Linked DNA regions of Sus scrofa: region 2 is linked to region 1. The links are chromatin contacts, called in public promoter capture Hi-C maps. All regions are on one chromosome and are shown on one strand. The core of a region is the stretch at or near the end of the contact, and the rest is flanking DNA. Distances in the headings are between cores, read along the strand shown.

What was found. Promoter capture Hi-C pulls out the DNA fragments that hold promoters and counts their contacts.
Region 2: a promoter capture Hi-C map of liver shows a contact between it and region 1, with 12 times the contacts expected there. The contact joins the promoter of WWP2 here to the enhancer-like site in region 1. A contact is called at or near these places in 3 of 5 promoter capture datasets (fetal liver and liver), 7 of 47 Hi-C or Micro-C datasets (brain, embryonic fibroblasts, liver and 1 more) and 1 of 2 datasets of contacts at active chromatin or transcription factors (alveolar macrophages).

What each region holds. Positions count from the first base shown.
Region 1 is chr6:17,067,436-17,072,669 of Sscrofa11.1, forward strand. It overlaps WWP2 (NEDD4-like E3 ubiquitin-protein ligase WWP2), which reads right to left. Exons shown (of 24, transcript XM_021093861.1): 22 at 3,895-3,991; 23 at 3,633-3,705; 24 at 1,345-3,156. The coding sequence ends at 3,057. Among named protein-coding and RNA genes, the nearest start is that of MIR140, 7.5 kb to the right of the region's middle. Within about 2 kb of position 1,951, at least 10 of the 83 cell types and tissues checked have an H3K27ac peak or open chromatin away from gene starts, as enhancers often do. A contact at or near this core is called in liver, where this site is marked.
Region 2 is chr6:17,224,905-17,230,138 of Sscrofa11.1, forward strand. It overlaps WWP2 (NEDD4-like E3 ubiquitin-protein ligase WWP2), which reads right to left and starts at 3,078. Exons shown (of 24, transcript XM_021093861.1): 1 at 2,935-3,078.

The DNA.
Region 1 (5,234 bases), core at 701-3,200:
CAGGAGTTCTCCCCGTAGCGCAGTGGTTAACAAATCTGACTAGGAACCATGAGGTTGCGGGTTCAATCCCTGGCCTCACTCAGTGGGTTAAGGATCTGGCGTTGCAGTGAGCTGTGGTGTAGTTTGCAGGCACGGCTCAGATCCCGCATTGCTGTGGCTGTGGTGTAGGCAGGCGGCTGCAGCTCTGATTAGACCCCTAGCCTGGGAACCTCCCTATGCCACGGGTGCGGCCCTAGAAAAGACCAAAAAAGAAAAAAAAAAAAGTGCATAATCAACAGTCCAACTCCAGGACGGGCCCCTCCTGGAAAAGCAGCATCGATGCACAAGACCTGGCCAACAGCATTCACCAGCAAACTGGACACAAATGCAATGCCTGTTCGGACAAAGACGGGTGTGCTACAGAACAGCCATACCGTGGACTATCACGCCCTAAAGAATTCATTGGACCTATGCTGACAATCATGGAAAGGTGTCCCTAATACCTCATTTAATGAGATAAGCTGCTCAACATGTATGTCATTTTTGGTGTATTTTCCAACTATATGTATATATGATTTATACACACAAAATTGTTTGGAAGGACCACCCACTGAACAGCAGTTACTTGTGGGGAGAACAGTTTCACCGAGAGGTGTCTTACTTGAATTGATTATGAGATGTCTGTATAATGTATAGACTTCGGTGGATCATTTCCTCGAAAGTACGGCACTGCCCTGTCAAGTGGAGAAAGGCTTCGGAGTTGGGGGGTAGTGAATTCGGCTCATGAACTCCAGGAAGGAGGTGCTCTGTACATCTCTGCCTCCCCTGGAAAGAAGCCTGATCACAGCAAGGCTTGATCCAGGACAAAGTCATTTCCATGTCGAAAGCACCAAGACCGCACTGATGGGTCCCATCGGAACCCTTCAAGAAAGGGGTCAGCAAGCCCTTGTCTGACCAAGAGCCCAAGACCAGAGAGCCCTCTGCACCATCAGGGAACTCAAGAGATCCCAGGAAATGTTTCTCGAATGAATGATCGCCCAGAACACTGTCCCCAGGAGCTGGTGCCCGAAGCCTGTCTAACCTGTAGCCTCATCTCTTGGCACTCCTGTGCCACAGCACCTGCCCAAAGAGACCCAGGCCAAAAGGGTGCCGCGAACCAAGTGACGGAGGGCTGAAGTCTGGAACCCCTGGACAAGGACACAGCAACCTGTCAGAAGTGCGGCTGTCTTGGTAGATGACGCACACAATTCTCAAAACCAGCAAGGTCATGGAATTTCCACCCAGTCTGGACCTGGAGGGTGTGTGGGGCCCAGAGGCCTTTTGCCTGGAGGACAGAGATTTGGACACATCCACGCCAACACCACCCACAGCTGCTGATTGTTTATTGCACAAGAAACTGGCAATACCGAGGCAAGGGCGGGGAGCGTTACAAAACAATCTGGTGACCACCTCAGAGCTACCAAAGGGCATTCCGTACAGACACCTCAGTTATATACACATATGTACACACACACCCACATGAACACACTCCGCACACCCAGAGCCCGAGGCTTCCAAACCCCGCCTGGCAGCTGGCACCCCAACCCCCAACACGGTGAGATGCTGCAGGGAAGCACGGCAAACGATTCCAGGGAAGGAAAAATGGTTGAGCCGCGATGAACTGAGCCGCTGACATCAGCACGCGCAACAGAGCGGCCAGGGCCCTCCTCCCTGGGCCGGGCCAGGGAAGGACGAGGCCCTGGGACCATGACAGGGTCCTCAGAAGGCCCCTGGACCGGCCCGAGGGCTGCATGGGGGCCCCGCGACAGTCACCACTCCAGCTTCCCAGAGGAGTGTGTTCACCTTGACGATTGCAACACATGGCAGGATGCCCACGGCAGAGGCTGGCGGGAGCTCCAGAAATCAGGCCCGACTGGGCATGGCAGCTCAGGGCCCTTCTGCTGGTTTCCTACAAGCAGCTGTCGCCTCACTTGGAGGCAGAGTAGGCTCACTCCACAGTGGCTGCGTCCCACCTCATTCTCCACCCGGACGCACGGGCTGCCTGGAGGTCCAGGGACTTGAGCCCCATCGCTACATCTAGCGGTGGTGGGGGCGGGGGGGGTTCTTCGCGGAGGGAGAGGGCAAGGTTGGGGTGGCACTCGGGACAACAGCGCCCTTCCCTCTCTGTCAGGGCTCGGGGACAAGGCTGCTGTGAAGCTGAGCTGCCAGGTCAGGCCTGCCTGAGCTCACACAACTGCTGAGCAGGTTCCTAAGTGGAGCCGCTGTTGGGGCAATTCTTGGACAAACAGGGCTGGGGCCGTCGAGGTCCTAGCCATGCCTGGCACGCCAGCTCCTTGATGGAAAGTGACAGCAGCATAGCAACCACGAAACACAAAGCAACCCCACACACAAAATGCTTCAAGTTTATGTCAAAGGGAAAAGAAAGTCTGAGGGCGTTTGCTGTTTCCATCCCACTGACATGACCCTTTATCTGCTGGAAAGAACGAACGGGCCCGCGCCGAGTGCAGGAAGGGGCCTTGCTGCTCGGCCTCGGGAGCTAGAGCCATTGAGGGAGGTGGCCTAGATCCAGAGCTCCTCTCCCTCAGACCTTCCTTTACACAGGTCACTGGAAAGTTCCATATAAAACAGAACCTCTTTTACTGGCGAAGACCTTGGGCTTCCTTAGCCCAGAACACCTACCCCGAGTGGCCGGTCTCCTTCTCACCTAGCCAGCCCGTGAGGCCCAGGGCTTGGGCTCGGGCGCCCTGCCTGGCACCCTCACACACAGCTAGGGCGGGTCTCGGGGAGAAGGAGGGTGAGCTCTGCACAGAGGGGCAGCTCTCCCGACACTGCAGTGGGTGATGGGGCCGAGGGTGACATGGGGGCTTTATTCCAGGCTGCCACCAGTGGGTAGGAGGGAGGGGCAGGCGGGACCTCTTGAAGGCAGGCTCTGCCGCCACCGGCCTGACGACGCTGTGGTCCCACACGGGGCCACCGTCTGCAGGGGCCTCCCGGGGGCTGCGCAGCCAGCAGCCTCTCGGGCAGGGAGGACTCAGGACTGCATATGTGCTGGGGGGCGTGGGAGAGGGCGGCCTCAGCTACTCCTGTCCGAAGCCCTCGGTCTCCTCGATGGCGTACAGCAGCTTCTCTTTCAGCTGTTCGTAGCTCTTGTATGGTGGGAGGTCCAGCCGGTTGAAACTGGTGAGAAAGAATTGGGCAGACAGCACAGGGAGGTCAGAGCTCTCACAGCCACCGGGGGTCCACATAGAACCCCACCACCACCACCCCACTGCGCTCAACCGTGATGCCAGGCAGACAGATCCTGGGACAGGGTTCTCTGCTGTGTCCCTGGACCAAGCAGGGCTTAGAGGAGGCAGGGCTGCAGGGGAGATGGGGAACAACAGGGGGCGCTCGGAACAGCAGCTCTTTGCCTACTTGAAGAGGGTGTTTCAGTAGTGAACCCCTGGGGTGGCCAACAGAGCGCGGAACTGCGTGACAGCTCCCAAAGGTCAGAGGCCCAGGCATGCCACACCCCTCCTCTCTAAGCCCAACACCCAGAGCTACTCAAGAGTGGCCAGTGTCAAGGCCCTGAAGACACCTCGCCCACTGGGCTGCCTTCTGGCGCTCTCCCGGCCTCAGGTTCCTGCCACCTCCCCTCCAACCAACACACTCACCAGGTGTGGCTCCTGGGCAGCCAAGTTTCCTTGCCAACCTTGTCAATGCAAAACTTCTGTGGCCCATTGCTTCCTGTGGTCCGGAAAAATGCACTGTGTGTCACAGGATGGTCCCTTCCGAAGGCAGGACCCTCCGGCTCCAACCGCTGAAGGCTCAGCCTCCCTCCCACTGATCTGCTTCCAGGAAGACACTAGGTCCTGCCCCCTTCTTTGAGCTGTCCTCACCCCCCCAAGGGCACCCGCAGGCCAAGGGGAAATGTACCAATGAGTTCGACGAAGCCCCCAACGGGCAGGCGGCAGGTCCCAGTGACAAACTGCAGCAGCCGGATCCTCTTCTCGTTGTCCATCTCCTTCACCACCTGCAGCTCCACAAGCCAAGGCAGCGTCAGGGAGCCGCTTGGCCCAGTACCTCCCCTGACCTCTAACTCTCCACTGAGCCGGGCCCCTCTTTGGGACGGAGAACTCGGAGCCCGGGCTGGAGGGGGAGCTGACCACTGCCACCTGGGCAACCCCAAAGCCATTCTCTCTAAAAGGCTGTGCTGGCCTTTCCCACCAGGTGATGTCACATCGCTTGGTCTCAGGGACACTTTGGATCAGGCAGTCTTCCTCCCTCCAAGTTCTGCTTTTATTTATTTGTTTACTTATTTTTATCTTATTTATTTATTGTGGGGGGCTCATCTGTGGCAAGTGGAAGTTCCCAAGCTAGGGGTTCAATCAGAGGTGTAGCTGCCACACTACACCACAGCCACAGCAATGCCAGATCCAAGCAGCGTCTGTGACCTACACCACAGCTCCTGGCAACACCGGATCTTTAACCCACTGAGCAAGGCCAGAGACTGAACCCCTGTCTTCATGGATACAAGTTGGGTTTGTTACCACTGAGCCACAAAAGGAACTCCCTGATTTTATTTATTTATTTTTGCTGTTTAGGGCCACACTCGCAGCATATGGGAGTGTCCAGGCTAGGAGTTGAATTGGAGCTGTAGCTGTAGGCCTACACCAGAGCCACAGAAACACAGGATCCAAGCCACGTCTGCGACCTCCACCACAGCTCACGGCAACGGCAGATTCTTTAAACACTGAGCAAGACCAGGCATTGAACCCACGCCCTCATGGATTCTAGTCAGGTCTGCAACCCTGTGAGCCACAATGGGAACTCCCAAGTTCTGCTTTTAAAAGTATACTAAGGACAGGAGTGACTGCTTAATGGGTATGAGGTTTCTTTTTATGGGGGATGAAATATTCTGGAATTAGACAGTGATGAAGGCTACACAGCACTGTTAAAAGCCACGTCAGATCCACTGAGCTGTACACCTTAAAATGCTTAACCCAGTGAATTTTACAGCATAGGAATTTCACTGCCACAAAAAACCTACACATGCTTGTTCTTTTTTGTATATGCTATACTTCATAATGACGACAACGACTGGACCCACACACACAAAGGAATCGACTCATTGTATCTGAGACAACGAGCCCATTCCGTTTCTTTGGAGCCAACCTCATGCTTGCCCCTGCCACCTGGCTGGACAGGGACCCACAGGACAGACGAGAGCTTTCCTTCCTGTACATAATGAGCCCCCACTGCATTCCAGCATTTGG
Region 2 (5,234 bases), core at 1,828-4,327, 160 kb after region 1:
TTTAGGGCCGCACCTGTGGCATATGGAGGTTCCCAGGCTAGGGGTCAAATCAGAGCTACAGCTGCTGGCCTACACCACAGTCACAGCCACAGCCACAGCCACAGCAATGCCAGATCCTTAACCCACTGATCGGGGACAGGGATCGAACCCGCAACCTCACAGTTCCTAGTCAGATTTGTTTCCACTGCACTGCGACAGGAACACCTCTAGGAAATATTTTAAAAACTAAACTCAAAAAAAAAAAGGGGGGGGGGAGTTCCTGTCGTGGCACAGTGGTTAACGAATCCGACTAGGAACCATGCCCTTGCTCAGTGGGTTAATGATCCGGTCCCTGCCCTTGCTCAGTGGGTTAATGATCCGGCGTTGCCGTGAGCTGTGGTGTAGGCTGCAGACGCGGCTCGGATCCTGCGTTGCTGTGGCTCTGGTGTAGGCCGGTGGCTACAGCTCCGATTGGACCCCTAGCCTGGGAACCTCCATATGCCGCGAGAGCGGCCCGAGAAATGGCAAAAAGACAAAAAAATAAATAAATAAATAAAAATAAAAACTAAACAAAGGAAATTTCAATTCTATTGTACTTAGGACAATAAACTTTAATGCTACCATTTATAGCATATAAGTACATTACATTTATAAGGTCATTTAGTATAATCTTTTTAAAAATTAATGAGAAATTTTACCTTTATCTTTCTGTACTAAGTCTTCCAAAATCTGGCATGTATTGTATAGTCATAGCCTATCTCCTGTACTCGGCAGCCCCATGTGTCTAGTGACTACGGATCTGAACAATGAAAACCCTAGAACAATGCCTGGCAAAGAGTTCGTGCTTATAAATAGCCACCAAATGAAAAAATAAAGAGGCAGCTATGGTATAGCATAGGATTTTCTAAACTTTAGTTACACTCCATATTCACAATTATTGCTATAACCTATACTATTTTCCCCTTAAAATGTCATCCTTTGCACACTTGAAAAAAACATTTTTTTGAAACTTTACATTGAATCTAAAAATGGAAAAGAATAGGTCCAAGGATAAAAGGCCTGGGCATGAGTCCCTGCTCAGTCATTCACGACTTCTAGATTCTCAAACAAGGACTTCACTAAGCCTCAGTTTCTTCAACTGCAGAATAGGGACAATTTCAACCTTCAGAGGATCATAATGAAGACTGAATAAGCTCTTTTTTTCTTTTTTTGGGGGGGGAGGTGGATGTGGAAGTTTGAGGGCCAGGGATCAAACCCATGTCACAGCAGTGACTCCAGCCATAGCAGTAACAATGCCAGATCCTTAATCTGCTGAGCCACCAGGGAACTCCCATAAGCTTTTTTTACTATGGGAAAGTAGTCACTAAATAAGAGATTGAGAAGCCAACCCAAGCCAACCCAACCCCACACCTATCATTTTCTTATAGACCAAACAACAAAATGGCAAGCTCATTTACCAAGAAGAAGAGGCAGGACTCAGATTCAAATCTCTTCTCCACTTACAGGTCTGTGACCTTTAGAAATTCATTTATTCACCAAAAACTTACCAAGTGCCCATAGCACACCTGGCTCCAGGCTAGTTGCCAAATAAGCCAAATAAGATATAAACCCCGCCCTTTGAGGAATTTGCAGTCTATCAGAAAGAAAGAGAACAGCAGACAAGAAAACACAAAAAAATTGTCAACAAAATCCAGTCTTCTGAGATCTGTTTGTTCACTGTGAAATGAGAATAAACATCTTCCTAATCTAACTCCCAGGGCTGTCACAGAAATCAATTTTTAAATGTTTGTCAAACATTCTAAAAACTTGAACTCAAAACACATTAGCAAGGTACTTTTTTTTTTTTTCCTACTTGTAACCCAAAACAACTCCAGCTCCTGGGACTGTCCAGTTTGAACATTCACTTCTATTACATCACATCCATGAAATGCATTCCACTTTTGCAAATGTTAGTAAACACAAGAAAAAGCGGGTGAACAGCCTTAACACAGGTATTTAATCTCAAAATCATGATCCAGGTCACAGTTCTATGGAACACAACACAGACCTTCCAGTCATGCTAGCTAGTTACAGTTTGTCAAGATAAGCAGTCACATGGCAAAGGAAACTGAATAATTTAAACTCAAGAAAGAAAAAGTCATAAAGCAGGGTAGGTAGATACCGGCCAAGGTTACTGCAGTCGCTGTTAGGTGAGGTAATGCTGGGATTGGACCGTGCTCAACAGTTTAAGCTAAAAGCCATTTTACAGCCAGAGCAAAGTGCCCACGCTCTTTTCTTAAGCCCAGAAGTTGATCTGATCTGTGGAAATTTCAAAGAAACATGATCTGAAAGGCTAGGTTCTCAAGAAGTAGAAACCCTACCCAAGCAGGACTAAGTGGGCGTGACGAAAGCAAAATGATCAAGATTCTCTGATCCCTCCTGAAGTTTAGAAACTGAATGGGACCAAAATCAAAGTCTCGGGTACCAATCATTGCCAAAGAGGAAGGAAGGAAGAGGCGCTCAAGCGCGGTTCAGGCAGCATCTTCCTCCTGATTTTTCCTTCCACGTCGTTCGCCAATTCTCAGGCGACCCATTCTAGCTCAGTCCCAAGTTGCCCCTTCCTCCTGTCCCGATCCCGCCACAAAGGTCACTCCTCTTCATCCCTGGCACCTAAGATGCTTGTCCCTTCCAGGAGGACTTGCTGGCCACCGCACTTATGCGTGCCTTGGCGCCCACCTCGGAGTTGCCCCCGCACCGCCCGCAGCGCGCCCACCCCGCTCGGGCGGGAGCCGGGACACCCCTCCTCGGAGGCCGGAACCGCCGCGCCAGGCCCCTCCCACAGGAAGCCACCGCCCCCCGGCGCCCGGGCCGCGCCGCCCCTGGCCCACCCCGCGCTGCCCGCTGCCCGCTGCCCCAGGCCAGCCCCGCGCCCCCGCCAGCCTGCCCGCCGCGCTGCCCCGCGCCGGCGCTCGCTACCTGACGGGACCACAGAAGCGGAGCCCAACTCCTCTCCCACTTCCGCCTTCGACCGCCCGCACTCGGGCCAGGTCACGTGACCACGCGTGGTCACCTGACCCGGAAGAGGCTGGCCGTACCTGCAGGTGTGGGCAACCTAGGCCAGGCCTGGGAACCTTTAGCCAGAAAGCCTTCTTATCCTTTGTATGTTTAAAAATGGGAGGGTTTTCCCCTCGTCAGATGGTACCCGAGCAATCAAGTAAATTGAGGGCTCGGTGAGTGCCAGGAGCTTCATTTACTCCTCCCATCGAGCCCAGGGGCGTCTCTGTCAGCCCCATTTCACAGGTGAAAGGAGGCTTTCAGTCAATTAAGTCAGCGGTTAATTTACTGACTTAAAATATCCTAGGGTCACCAGATAAAATACAGGGCACCCAGTTAAATATGAACTTAAGATAAAAAATATGTAATATGTAGGTGTGCCCCAAATACTGCCTGGTACATGTTTATACTAAAAAACTATTTGTGGTTGATGCTCATATTTAATTGGGCAAATTGGGTTTTAATTTGCTATACCTGACAACCTTAAGCCTACTATGTGCCAGGCAGGGTTCTAGATTCTAGAAACACACAAAAGTAACTTTTGTGGAGCATCTGTTTTGTTTTGTTTTGTCTTTTTGCCATTTCTTGGCCCGCTTCCACGGCATATGGAGGTTCCCAGGCTAGGGGTCTAATCGGAGCTGTAGCCGCCGGCCTACGCCAGAGCCACAGCAACGCGGGATCCGAGCCGCGTCTGCAACCTACACCACAGCTCAGGGCAACGCCAGATCCTCAATGCCAGATCCTCAGCCGACTGAGCAAGGCCAGGGATCGAACCCACAACCTCCTGGTTCCTAGTCGGATTCATTAACCACTGAGCCACGATGGGAACTCCGGAGCATCTGTTCTTGTGACATAAAGCAAAAGTAAAAAGACTCCAGAACCCTTGCTGGGGTTGGTAAAATGCCCACCACACCAATCGAACCCCTATTTCCTTAATATAAAGAGTCAATAGCACTTTATGAATTAGAAAAAAAAATTAATCAATATACTTTACTGATGGTAGGGAATTCAGTTTTGACAAGTTGAAGGAAGGCTCAATTTTTCACTCTTCATCACCACAAACTAAAATGAAGACTAATCACTTAATTAGCTTTAAGCACTGTGCACTGATTATTCTGTTATTTTTGGGTCTTCCCGTTCAGAGTGATCCTATTATGCATACAAATTAAATTGGTTGAGCACTTAGTCTCTGCTTTTCCTATTTCCACTCCAGATCCATCCAGGAGATGGCCTTTCAAGGAGCTACAGCCTTTCTGAATACCGTAATTCCTATATGAATCCCATCTATAAACCTATTCAAACTTCTTTATTTCTCTCACCTCATCTCCAACTACTCTTCCACTCAGTACCCTGCTTCAGCCACTCTGGCCTGAGGGCCTTTGGACTTGCTTTTCCCTCTTTCTGGAAAGCTCTTTCCCCAGGTAGTCAGTTGGCTCACTCATCTCTTTCAGATATTTACTCAACCACCCCTCTCAGTGAAGCCTTTCGTAATCACCCTATTTTTTTTCAGCCGTGCCTGCGGCATGTGAAAATTCCCAGGCCAGGGATATGACCCACACCACAGCAATGACGTGAGTGGCTGTAGTGACAATGCCAAATCTTAAACCACTGTGCCACAGGGGAACTCCAGCATAGGAGATTTTGAAAAGACACATAAAAAAATATGAAATGTGTCATTGTAAAAGCGCCCCCCCCCCAAAAGTTAAAAAGTAAAATGAAATGTTCATTTAAGGAAAAAGACAATCTACTTAGAGAAGACACACAATTAACTACAATGCAAAGCAGAAATAGGAACTGCTCATTAAGTGACAGAACTGAAATGTCTTAAGTGTGGTGACAAAGAAGAGTTCAAACATGTCCTTGGGGAAAAATGTGATTTCGGTAATCAGAACTAGTTTACAGAGTTCAGGGACTTCTTGGAGATTAAGTAAGCAGGGATTGGCCAGCAGAGTTTCCAGGGAGAAGAGAAAACAAGGGCAAAGGCAGAGACAACAGAGTCCAAACAAAGTCCAGGACACTCCCAGAAAAGACCAGAGGAATTCTAGGGATACTTACTGATACTTTCACATAGTGTTTCATCCACATCCCCTCTCCCGCTATTAGCATATAGTTTCATAGCCTGTACATTTTCCAGTCCGGGAAATTAACTCAGATCTTCACTGGCCCACAAGCAAGACATTTCTCTTTCATAAAGGGCCCCACATATAAAAGTCGTCATTATC